Linked DNA regions of Mus musculus: region 2 is linked to region 1. The links are chromatin contacts, called in public promoter capture Hi-C maps. All regions are on one chromosome and are shown on one strand. The core of a region is the stretch at or near the end of the contact, and the rest is flanking DNA. Distances in the headings are between cores, read along the strand shown.

Region 1 (2,849 bases), core at 182-2,681:
ATCTCCTACCTGGCTATGTCATAAACACGGTCTGCAATCCGACTTCCAACCTGGAAAATTTCAAGAGTCAATGGGTTAAATACACCAAGCAGGCTTAACAGAAAAGTAACTTTTTTTCCTAAGATTCAACATATGTTTCAAAACAGAAGTGTTTCCTTCTATCCCATTTGCTATTGTCCCACAGCAACTTCCTTTACAAATACTTTATTTTTTTATTATGGAAATAATAAAATACCCTGAAAACAAACGGAAGCAAATTACTTTAGAAGCAAATTTAATGAAATCAAAATTAACGATCTCCTTGGTGTGGCAGTTTATGTCTATAGTCCTTCGATTCAGGAGTAAGCAGGATTACCACAAGTCTGAGGCCAGTCTGGAATACACGGTGACTATGAGTTCCAAACCAGGATATATTAAAAAGACCCTTGTCTCGGAAACTCAAACCCAACATCAACATCGGGAGGCTGAGGCAGGTGGATTTCTATGAATTCGAGGTCAGGCTGGTATATATTACATAATAAATTAAGACAGCCAATGCTTGCAAATTAGTAAACACCAAGTCTGGAAAAGTATAGACGACCATCTCCTAAACACAACATAAAAGAAATCGTATGGTAAGTACCACCCTTCCCCGGACTGGCGTCATCCGGGATGCAGTCAACTATCCACACCTTGTACTCAGTCTCTTACAAGCTTTTCTTGAACAGAATGGAAGGACTTATTGAAGGCCTCTACACGTCCTTTTGGCCTTAGGAGTTTTGCACTTTTCCTTTTCCTAGGAGACTCGTCCCATCTCTCATCTCGGCTCAACTAATCTCTCACTTTTCGCCATAACAGCCATTCTTGACCACCGCAGTCACCAATACCGCTATCTCACTTTTTCTTCACCTTCCTTTTGCTGCAATTACATTCCCTGTCTATGTGTCTCCTACTCACTCCTAAATGATCTTGCTTTTCCCTGGAACTCAAGCAGTGTTTGCAAAGCGAATGAATGATTGCCCCGCATGCTATCGGAGCCTCTCGTGCTTCCCGGAAAATCAGAAAGGCTCTAGAGAGTGAAGCTTCTCAAGGTCACACAGTCGGGTGGGTGGGTCCGCCCTACCCGGCTCCACGCCTCCCTCCGTCGCAGCCCCACAGTCTCACCTCCTCCTTCAGGTAGTCAAATTTCATGGGGTCGGGCTGCCGGGCGGCCCAATTCTTCTGCTTCCTCTTCAATTCCCTGTCGAAGATGTTTAGGGCTCTGGGCGAGGTGCTGCCCGAAGGAGGGACACCAGAAGCGACCTCCCTGCGACTGCCGCTCGATGCAGAGACCGCTGGCCGGCCAAGCAGTGGGCAGAGGCGCAAAAGAACGACCTTTCGCAGCATCTTCAGCCCGGGCGCCACAGCAGGGCATGGTTTCTATTAGGCGCATGCGCCAACGGGACTACGACTAGCGCAGTTCCAAGGCGGAAGGTTGAAGTAGTTTGGCCCAGCTCGCGTGCCGTTAAGACGGAGCGTCTCGCGGAGGATTGTGGGAGTGCGCTCCATGTGAACTCAGACTGGGATCTGAGAAGAGTGGTGGGAAACTGTGCGGTCGCCCGTCGGGCTCTCCTTGGGATTTGTGAGTAGCCCCTATAGTCCGGTCCCTTTCTGGCCTCATTGTTCTCTTCAGAGCTGCTTCTCGAGAGAGACAGAGAACGCAGCCGAGTAACTTGCCCCGAAAGTTTGTGAGGTGGGAAGATGGTTCGGGACGAGCTGACCTGGAGCTCCCAGGCCAGAGGGTGGGTGGACTTGAGGGAGACCGGGAAGCGTTTCAAGTGCTGTCCAGTTGCTTTCGCTCCTCTGAACATCCCATGTTCGCCGTGGGCTTCCATTTCCAACATTCACACGCACTGCAGTTGGTTGAGGTGGTAGCTGTGTCGTACAGCTGTTCCAGGTGTTGTAGTATCTCTCTCTCTCTCTCTCTCTCTATTAGAATGTAAAGGGTTCTGAAGTAAAGCAACACTGTAATTCCAGTATTGAGGCCGAGAGACAGAAGTGATTGCAGTTCAAGGCTAGGCTAGCCTGTTGTGATGGCGTACAGTCTGTCGCAGGAGTGAGGGGCGTAAATACTGTCTTGTTTGGTCAGTCAGCTTTTATTCATACAGAAACTTCTGACTTTTTTGCAAAGTTGAAATCTGGAGAAATCCAACCACCAGGGACGCTTTACAAAGGAACATTAGGCATACAAACTTCTGTGAGCGTTTTTGTGTGTTTATAGCCTATCTAGGCCTTAGTCACTTTGAGAATAAAATGTTATAAAAAAGCGACATTTGGGACTGGATAGATTGCTCAGTGGTTAAGTGCACTGGCTGCTGGTCTTCAGTGGACCTAGGTTAAATTTCCAGCATCCACTTGATGGCTGACTATTGTCCAGTCAGTAAAACCAGTTCCAGGGGCTCAGAAGACCTCTTCAGGCGTCCATGGGCAGGAGGCACAGAAGTGATATGCAGACACACATGAATACTTAACACCCATACACATGGAAAAATTTATTAAGAAGAACGTGACAATTGTTAACTGTAGTTTGAGACTAATTTGGGTCTTGATAGAAACTAGGATTTATAGAAATAACACTAAGGTAAATCTGATTTGATTTTTTTTTAAATGCCCCTCATTAGTTAAGAGACAGCTTTGTAAAACCAAAAGCTTATGCAATTATGAAGTAAACATTAACAAAGAGAATGAAACAAGACTATGAAAACCCAATTAGACCAGCTGAGATTTCAGAATCTTTTGTTTTTGTCTTCCTGTGTCTGTTGCATCTGTAGATGATTACATCAGCCCACATACCCATGCACGTGTGTGCTCATATGTTTGGAAGGGTGCTT
Region 2 (2,849 bases), core at 137-2,636, 2.6 Mb before region 1:
TGGTTGTAAAGTCTGACCACAATCACAGAACAATAGCATTGTCTTACACAAACCATCCTAGGATTACCCTGGAATGACTCTGTAGTTCCTGCCTCCTCAAAGGAAGAGGGAAGGACTGAGGATACTCTGCGTTATGTTCCCTGCGCCCTTCTTGGGAATGTCTTCTTCCTAGCCTTGGTCCTGGTCCGTTTGGCTTCCACAAAGTGACCTCCAAGCACTATCAGTGTCATTGACACTGTTCTCCAATGTGATCTCTCCCTTTCCAGCCTGAACTTCATCCTTGGCTAATGTATAAATTTCCCCCCACACCTACACAAGCTTCTGCGAAGCCCTCTGTCCACTTCCTCTGCTTAGTTCTCTTCTAAGCTTAGTCCAGGAATTACATTCTCAGGAGGCTTCTCTCCATCTCCAGTTTGAGTTGATTTGTTGCTTTTTTTCCTTGGGCAGACATTCTGTGTATGTCTTCTCTTTCCAATGTAATCTCATGCCCGGGCATTTTCCTGATGTGGGCTTCTTGAAAGCAAGAGCCCTCCATTCCTTACTCAGTTTCAAGTCTTGCACATAGGAAGTAACTCTGCAGATCTACAGATCTGGGGCTGCAGCCAGGCTCTGGATGAGTCAGTCTATCAGCAGGCCCGAGAAGCCTGTGCTGGGCATGACCCATGGCTACTGTACTCCTGCTTGTCTCCTTCGCTCCTAGTGAGTGCTTCCTTCTCGGCTGGTGTCTAAGGATCACAGACCAATGTATCTCTTGTCTAGAAGATTGCAGTAATAAGACTGAGTTTTATAGTAGTTAAAAAAATTTCTGCTTAGTACTTTTCCCAGAGCCAATCTATCTTAACAGTTGTGGCTGTTTTGCTAATCATCATATCTGGTGAGACTCAACGTGTCTTCAAAGCAGCAGGTTCTCCCTCCCTCCCTCCCATTCTTTCCTCTTTTTCTCTTTCTTTTTGTTCAGCAGGCAACCTACTAATCTTTCAAGTACCCTATATCTAAAAACAAATAGCAACTACAGAACCGTACTCTGAATTTAGTGGGCTCTTGATATTTTTAAACATCAAGTCTTTATATCATGAACGGCCTCCTTTGTCTGGCTGGGCACATCAAGTTGGACACATTTTCTATTCCAGTTTTGGAACCTGCTGCTGGCCTGCATCTCGAGCTTCTCTGGAAACTGGTTTGTACACACATTGCTTCTTAATGCCAGAGACTTTTTGGATGGGGCAAAGCAGCCTGGTGGCTTCCTTGGGGAGTTAGCTCTACTTTGGAGAACTGCCCAGCTAGGGTCTTTGCCAGCAGATAATTTCCCTGCAGGGGAACATTCCCTCTCACTGGCACAGTGTCTTTAAGAAGAAAGCAAGCTGACTGCTCAGCCTCCTCCACCTCACTGGAGACTGAAAACAGGCAGCTAGTTTGGCAGGAGGCGGAAACATTCACAGCTTCGTGAAAGTGCTTGAAGCAAAATTAGATACCTTCCAAGTTCATTTCAGTATTGAAAATAAAAGAAAATTTTGCTGGCACATTAGCCTCCTCTAAGTACTGCACAGTGGCGAGCCCATTTAAATGTATAAATTTGAATAATTAAATTCTAAAAAGAAGCAACTCCGTTTCAATCCAAGCTAGACCTACAAATGTCAGAAGCCAGCGTCAGGGCTGGGTTTGGTAAGCCACCTCAGGATTTTCACTAAGGCCATAGCACCCCTTGGTGACTATGGAAGGCCCCTGACTCTGTGATGACCTGAAGCTATCCATCATCTGGGGAAGAAGATAGAAGAAAGGTGGTCAACTTTATCACTGAGGTTCAAATCACAAACAGGTAGAAAAATTGCTGCAGAGCTGGCATGTGGCCATGTCCTCTGCCTTGCTCGAGTTGCTCCCCTATCAGTGAGCCTTTCTCTCCGTCTTCCTCACTGTTTCAGTGTGAAGTTTCCCCACACAGACATATGTCAGGGGAGTTGGTCCCACGCAGTAGCCCTATTCGGGATGCTGTGTAATCTATGCTGTTGGTCTCTAGGAGATGGGGCTTGAGACTCTGGACTGGACCCTTTGCCCTGTTCTACTCCTAAGGTGTAGCCAATAACCTGTCGCTCTTGCTGCCAGAGCCCACAGCTGCTGCCTTCCATCCCCAGCCTTCTGGGCAGTAATGGACCAACCATTTTCCCTCAATATCTTCTTATCAAATGTCTGTCATTTACTATGTTTGCCAAGAAAGGCTCATACTAGATTCATAAGGGTTTTTAAAAATATTTTTCTTTCAAAGCTTTTTTATACTCTTTTAATAACCACGTAATTTTCTATTGTAGATATTCCATGTCTAACTGGACTTATCTTCTATTGATTTATGTTTTATTGTTTAGTTTCTGGCTATCATATGCCATTAGCCTGAAGAAATTTGTGGCTAATTCTGGTGTTCTCCATAGTAACTTCCTTGAGGCAGAAAAATGTAGTGCTGGCATTTCTAGTTCAGAGAGAAGAATTTGAAGGTCCCTGATTGCACATTAATAAATTATTTATTTGATCACCTTCCACTAATACTGTGTAAGTTTCTTTTTCTTGTAAACAATTTTGAGAAATGGTCTTGAGTTCTTGAATATATATCCTTGTGAGTTCAGCTTCTGGGATGCAGTTCCAGGCTGTACTGCCAGTAAGCAGAAGCCAGGGTTCCTGCCTACAACCATGTAGAAACGGGTGCCTTTCCCCAGTGTCTTGGTTGTTACCTAGGACCCAACTGTGTATGACTGTAGCTGAGTTTCTCCGTGAACTGGAACGCTGAAGTGAGGGCAGTTCCCACATTCTTGCTGTCTTCTGGTTGCTTGTAGGAATGGAGTTCTAGAAAATAAATCCAGAAG

Evidence for each region. Promoter capture Hi-C pulls out the DNA fragments that hold promoters and counts their contacts.
Region 2: a promoter capture Hi-C map of hippocampal neurons shows a contact between it and region 1, with 4 times the contacts expected there. The contact joins the enhancer-like site here to the promoter of Ndufaf5 in region 1. A contact is called at or near these places in 5 of 39 promoter capture datasets (the 3T3-L1 cell line, 3T3-L1-derived adipocytes, hippocampal neurons and 1 more) and 2 of 115 datasets of contacts at active chromatin or transcription factors (astrocytes and embryonic forebrain).

The regions. Positions count from the first base shown.
Region 1 is chr2:140,169,228-140,172,076 of GRCm38.p6, reverse strand. It overlaps Ndufaf5 (NADH:ubiquinone oxidoreductase complex assembly factor 5), which reads right to left and starts at 1,431. Exons shown (of 11, transcript NM_027093.4): 1 at 1,144-1,431; 2 at 10-50. The coding sequence starts at 1,365. It overlaps Esf1 (ESF1 nucleolar pre-rRNA processing protein homolog), which reads left to right and starts at 1,519. Exons shown (of 14, transcript NM_001081090.1): 1 at 1,519-1,600.
Region 2 is chr2:142,730,353-142,733,201 of GRCm38.p6, reverse strand. The region is part of intron 17 of Kif16b (kinesin family member 16B); the gene reads left to right. Among named protein-coding and RNA genes, the nearest start is that of Kif16b, 170 kb to the left of the region's middle. Within about 2 kb of position 1,386, at least 83 of the 459 cell types and tissues checked have an H3K27ac peak or open chromatin away from gene starts, as enhancers often do. A contact at or near this core is called in astrocytes, where this site is marked.